Linked DNA regions of Solanum lycopersicum: region 2 is linked to region 1. A link is a contact called in public promoter capture Hi-C data. All regions are on one chromosome and are shown on one strand. The core of a region is the stretch at or near the end of the contact, and the rest is flanking DNA. Distances in the headings are between cores, read along the strand shown. Region 1 holds the start of LOC101246463 (auxilin-related protein 2). Region 2 holds the start of LOC101247358 (cytochrome b561 and DOMON domain-containing protein At3g07570).

Evidence for each region. Promoter capture Hi-C pulls out the DNA fragments that hold promoters and counts their contacts.
Region 2: a contact with region 1 is called in a promoter capture Hi-C map of leaf, with 4 times the contacts expected there. The contact joins the promoter of LOC101247358 here to the promoter of LOC101246463 in region 1. A contact is called at or near these places in 1 of 1 promoter capture datasets (leaf) and 5 of 8 Hi-C or Micro-C datasets (leaf and leaf mesophyll).

Annotation. Positions count from the first base shown.
Region 1 is chr9:18,356,749-18,360,204 of SLM_r2.1, reverse strand. LOC101246463 (auxilin-related protein 2) reads left to right here and starts at 1,991. Exons shown (of 9, transcript XM_010327422.4): 1 at 1,991-2,699. The coding sequence starts at 2,191.
Region 2 is chr9:18,530,641-18,533,786 of SLM_r2.1, reverse strand. It overlaps LOC101247358 (cytochrome b561 and DOMON domain-containing protein At3g07570), which reads right to left and starts at 1,813. Exons shown (of 4, transcript XM_069289093.1): 1 at 1,749-1,813; 2 at 955-1,360. The coding sequence starts at 1,291. LOC101246751 (ubiquitin carboxyl-terminal hydrolase 5) reads right to left here. Exons shown (of 13, transcript XM_004246196.5): 13 at 2,653-3,146. The coding sequence ends at 3,030.

The sequences.
Region 1 (3,456 bases), core at 742-3,241:
TCCAATTTTAAACATCAATGATCGTGAATCAGTATATGACCTAACTAAATGAGTTGGGGTCGAATACCACAAGGACTAGTATATGTTTTGGGATTCGATTGAGAAGTATGAACATGTTCAAATCGGTTATAGGAATAAAAATATTGAATAAAAACATCATTCAAATTAAGAGGTGACATGAATGTCAAATGAGGAGGGGGGTTGGTTTTGATTATCAACTACACACAACCGTCATAAAAATACAAATGAACAATATTGAGAAAGATTCTTGGGATGTGATCAATTATAGGAATTGCACCTATTAGTAAATAGCTAGATATTAGTGAGTACACTAGACTATAGTGGAGGTAAACTTTCTCTCGAATAACTTGCCAAGAATCAAGTGATTTCTCTTGAACATCAACAAGCATTCAAAATAAGAGCAACCCACACCTTCTCGAGAAATGAATATATGGGATTGAGTTTAGGATTCACTCTCTCGAGCTGAATTAGGGTCAACCCAATACCCACAAACCATTAATCAATAATTTTTGTTCTAAAACCTCTCTCTCTAGCAAGCCAAGAACACAACATAGAACGACATTTCGAACTGCATTCCTTAAATTAAACAACAATTAATGATTCAACTCACTTCTAAATAGCATTTAAACTAAAAATTAGCAATACCTATAAACTAAATCAGCTCATAATCACATAATAACACCCCATGATTTGGGTTTTTAGCTAGATATTATAAAAAGATAAAAATCGTTACCAAATTGATTATTTATCAACTGGATAAAAGTGATTTCTCCCTTACAATGCTCCACTTCAAAGATTTTCAAGACCTACTTCCAAAATCTCAAAACTGAATTTCTTCTATCTTTCAAAGTTTAGGAAAACTAGAGAAAACTCTCTCCAAATGCTAAAAAATTCCAAAAAAAATGTTCTCCATAGTAATTGATGAAAAGATTCAATAATCGATACGAACTAGATGTTCAAAAATATATTTATAGTCACAAAAAATGTGTTGCAAAGAGTCACTCGGCGAAGTAAGTTGGGCTCGCCGAACCACTCGGAGAGTTGCCCTTTGGTATCTTCCATCGGCCATTTGCCTTGGTACTCAGCATCCTCAAGGTCTGTAACTTTGAGCGATCTAACATTGCACCGCGGAACTACTCGATCATTTGCCAACTGCTTCTTTCTCTCGCCGATTTAGTTTTATTCCTCTGGGCTTGGCACACCAGAACATTAGGCGGTCAGATGTGCCACTCGGTGTGATCTTGGTGATCCTCAAGCTTGTCCATCTTTATTTCTTCAGCCTGTTTTGTTTGTATTTGTTTGTTAACGTCCTTGATTTGTTCCTCAATCCTTATTCCTGAAGATTAAGGATTTAACATCAGTTATTTGCACAAAATAAGCATTTGATGACACCATATAAAATAAGCTCTAAATTAGTCCAAATCTCGAACTCATCATATTGGCGAGGATTTCATTAATTAGAGCGTGTGAGTTGCCAATTCTTGGTGGGCCTCATATTGTGAAGTTTATTGAAATTCTATTGTTTCTCTTTTTTAAAACTTCTAGAGTCGCTCTATTAGTAATTTTCCTTATTAGAGTCATGAGTATTCTTTCATTACATCACTAATAGCTTATTGTCAAAAATTGTGTATTGTTTTGGCAATGTGTTGTTGAATACTCAGATAGTGAAAAAATAGATAGAAATAAAAATAGGAGAAACTCTATCCAATTTTAGATAGAATATCGATGAGGCTTGCTTAGACTAGCTCCTAAAACACCGATCATGGTCATAAATTTTGAATCGTGACATCTTCATCATGACATAAAGTAAAAGTTAACATAAACAACTAACGTAACATATATTTTTTTAGGTAAATATACAAATATAGATAGAACAGATTCGACGATAAAGTAAAAAGCAGTAGTTAGGAAAAGATTTGGTAAAAAAATAGTCTTGTATTTTGGAGAGAGTATAAATTTTAGGAAAGATGAAGGGTGTTTCCATGAGTGAAATAAAAGAAAGAAATGAAAGAGAGGAGAGAGGGGAAAAAGGGAAGCACAGGGCCGGAGGTGGAGGAAGAGGAAGAGACATAGCAAGAAGAAGCAAGACAGATAGAACCCTAACCAAGTCAGATCCATCCGGCGGCAATTGGCCTGTTTTGAAGGGCAGTATCAGATCTATATTAACCAATGGATGACCTCGATGTGTTAGCTCGAGACTTGGGTTTTCGGCACGCAGGAAAATCCGCACCAATGAGATCCGACATCCGATCAACTTCTTCTTCTGATCCTGATCCTATGTTATTCAACGTCTTCGGTGGCCCTCCTAAATACACCAAAACCAATAACTCTGCCGATTACAATTATGATTCTATTTTCGTATCCGCCAAGAACAATAACAACAATGATGATAACATCAAGACCTCCTCCTTCCCTGTCAATGACAAGCCAGTGTACGACGACGATATATTTGACGGCTTACCGGGAGTAAAGAGCAAAGCCCTATCTTCTTCATCTACACTAAGATTTGAGGACGATGTCTTTGCTACAATGACTTCTCCACCTCAACAAAACATTCATTTTGATGATCTCTTGGGGAATTTGGGGAGGAATGAGAAGGTGGCCCAACCAAAGAGCAGTGTTGGTTCCACAGAGTTCGATGATTTACTAGCTGGCTTTGGAACTGGCACCAGTAGCAGGTATTTTCTCATATCTGATTGTATAGTTGGTGTAATTAGAAATTAATAACAAATGTGATCTTGCTGTTCTACCTAAGTTCTGTATTTAAGTGGAGCAACATGGTGGTTGGCCTGGTCATGAACAAAAACAGAATTTCATTCAGTTGCATGAAATATATTTGCAAGCACTTCTTATGAAAATCTTACTAGGCTGGAGATCAGTGGTTCAAAATTTGATTATTTGAATTTCTTGCTTGATATCATAGAATTTGAAATCTATATGGGCCCGTTAATGTGTAGAACTTAGTATACTCCTCAGAGTTATTAAATGTATTGTTGATATACTAGAGCTATTAGATGAAATTAGCAATGTGTTCCTAATTCAAGTGACGCATCTAAGGATTTGCATAGATAAACATGTACTAGAGAGTATTGATTATGACTCATCTATTGAGTATTGGTTGGCCCAGTGATTTGGGCTTGGGGATTCCATGTTGGAGGTCTCAAGTTCGAAACCCCTTGCCAACGAAAGCAAGGGGTTTGCCTTCTGGGTCGAGCTCGTTGCACTGGGCTTGCCTAGTGTGGGTTACTTATCCTATGTAGTTTGCGAGCTATTACATAGGAGCAGTGGTTTTATCCTGTGCGCAATCAAAGGGTAGTGACTGCGGGTTTTCCTTGTCCAAAAAAAAAGAAGAAGAGAATATTAATTATGCAATGATGATTGTGTGTATACTGCCTGCTTATTATGATTGGCAGTTTGAAAATGGTTTTGTATCTT
Region 2 (3,146 bases), core at 564-3,063, 170 kb before region 1:
GCTTAAGTGAGTTGATATTGAAACAAATTTAAATTACTTTGAATCCAACTCTTACCATTCTGAATGGATTACACGAATTACCTATGTTTGAATTTATTTTTTACATAGGTGTAGTTAGTAGGAGTGGTTGATGAAGTAGCTGGTTAGGTGGAGATAAACTACTACTACTTAAACTGCTTTCCCTCGAAAATGACATTACAGAGCACAAAACGCGTTCATCACTTGCCGTGGGCCCCGCACTGATTTCATGTAATGAATTAATACATTGACTGACCAATTACACTCCGTGGAGTCAAGAATTTAATGAGCATTCCAGAAAAAAGAAAAAAAAGATATTACTAGTAATATTTGAACACATATATTTTCGGGAGGCATTTAAAATAACTGGACTGCAACATTTTATTTTATTAAAGAGTGTCTAAATTTATTATTTAATTACTTTATATATTATTTAACTTATAAATATAATATTATTTTCAATGAAAAGTGTCCAATCAGACACTCTCTTTATAGGATAGCTACGGCCCTGAATACTCTAATGGTTTTCTCTAATTGGTACTTTTCACAAAACTAAACTTAATCATAAAACCTGTATATGTAATTGAATGAATATGCTAATCAGTCTAACAGTTTGGTCTAAAAAAATTTCTATTATTAATAATTTAATTCTTAAAATATTGATACTGCTAATAATTAGATCTAAAAATATCCACATTATTATTTACAAAATGCCTTAAAAGAAGTTGGAATTATGGAATCAAAGATAAACAAAAGAAGAGTTTTTGAATTTATCTACCCGTCCTTTTATGCTAATTAATTTAGGAGTATATTACTACTGATCATTAGGGATGTTAAAATTATAGGTAATCTGTCTGATTCATTCAGAATTTTTATTTTTTGAATTTGGCTCAAGATTATATAAATAGGGTTCAATCACAATAAATACATACATACCTGAGTTATAATCAAAGAAGGTGGAGATATGTGCGCGATGTTGTGACAACTGATAATTGATGGGTGATGGTAGGCGTCCGTTAGGCCCGAGGGAGTAAATAAGTCGATTTGTGGGTGTTACTGCGGTGCTCAATTGAAAAGCCATATAAATCCTTGAATTTTCAGCTATAATAGAAGATGTCATATTCACCAATTGAAGATTCCCTTCATCTGGTACAACTTGTGCCGATGATTGTCCACCTAGATAATACCTTTTCATGGTGGAAGACCCATCGTTGCTTATCCATCCAACAATTGCACTTGAACCTACCATTTTACCATCTTTTGAAAAACCCATCCCTATGAATGAATTGCTATTTGGTGCTGATAAGAGGAAACTCCATACTTTTGTATCCGTCTGCAAATACTGCAATCATATTAAAATAAATGAAATTAGTATATATATATATATATATAGGAGTAAATGTATCAAACATTCTACCTCTACTTACTCTCAGGATATAACCTTGTTCATCCCATACAGAAACACAATGAAATGAAGAAGTATCAAACAGAGGTTTGTTTTTTAGGTTAAGATTTGAAGTACATGAATCTTCACTATTAACTTCCAACAATAACAACAACAACAACAACAACCACAACAAAAAAAAAAGCTTCATCTCTCTTCGCTTTACTAATAATGATGAGAATCCAAATTTATCATATCATACTAGTTGACCTTCCACTATAATATTCTGCTAACAGTTGGCTACCAACTTTATTATTTATCTATATCCAAAACTAACATGGCTTACCACTTTGTAGGTAAAGAAAGATTCAGAGGTTACAAGGATCAAACTTGCAAAGTCCAGGGACCAAACGTGCAATTATCCCTATGCCAGCACCAATAGTAATGAATACTTTGTTGCGTTATTGCGTTGCCCTACCAATAACAATATTCACTCCATTCCTAATTATTTGTCCACTTTAAATTAACACATCTATTGAAAAAATAATTATTGATATAGTAAATTTATCATTTTACTTCAATTAATTATAAAGTAGATGAATCAAAAAACTTAGAATTTGCAAAATTTAACCTTTTTCAAAGTAATTAATTGAGAATATAATAAGTAAAAGAAAATTTATCACATCTTGATTTGTCAAAATGTACTAGTAATTATGGAGGAGTATTTCTTTTCTTTTCCATATGGCTTTTGATATGTTTAACTTTGAACCAAGGTCTAATTAAATACTCCTTCCATAAAGAATGACATATTTCTTTTTGACATGTTTAAGATCACAAGATTAAAGGACAATTTCATAACTTTAATTTAAAACCACATGATCAAAAATTTTCTTTAACTTCGTACCAAGTTAAACTAAATCATTCTTGGTGAAACAGAGAAAAATATAATTTTTCTATCTTCACAAGGTAAAGTAACACTACCCTTCCAAAATCCTCTGAAGGAATTAGAGAAGAAGTGAAATTTAAACTCAACATAAACAACTTCATGTGATTATGATAAAAGATTGTATAAAATCACGTCCAAGTAAACTTATAATATGATAGTCAAAAAGGAAAAAAAACAATTTCAGCAATATCAATTAAAAGGATAATTTCACTCACATTTTAACTTATTACACCAGGATCAAAAATAATTTCTGTGTAAAGAAAAGCTCGTCCAATTTATCATGAAATTACTGAACTACTTCATGTGACAAATGAATTTTGCTTATATGTCATTGAAAACGACTCATTTATTCTTATAATGTTTAGTCAAAGTTGAGTACTCGATTAATTGTTTTGATGGAATAAAAGATAAGAATAACCCACAACTAAACAAAAGGGAAATAAAAGAACAATTTTTACAACTGGTTTCAGCTTTTCCTTAATTTTTTTGCCCCACTTTGTTACTTTAATGTTTCTTCCTCCTTCCCTCTTAGGATTGGTATTCTTGGCTGATCATCACCCGCACACATATTTTACTTTGCAAAACGGCTGACACCCTAAACTTCATTCCTTCCTAGTAAGTATTTTTCACTAAATTAATACATTGATTTGTACAAGAGAGCTGATTACATGGTGCGAGAGACTACTTCCGCGATGAGATGCTTTGTTGACCTGCTGAAGACACTGTTCCATTACTTACAGAATGGTCATGATCTGTTTTTACCCTCCGATAGAAAAGCACATAAGCAGCAGCAGACTT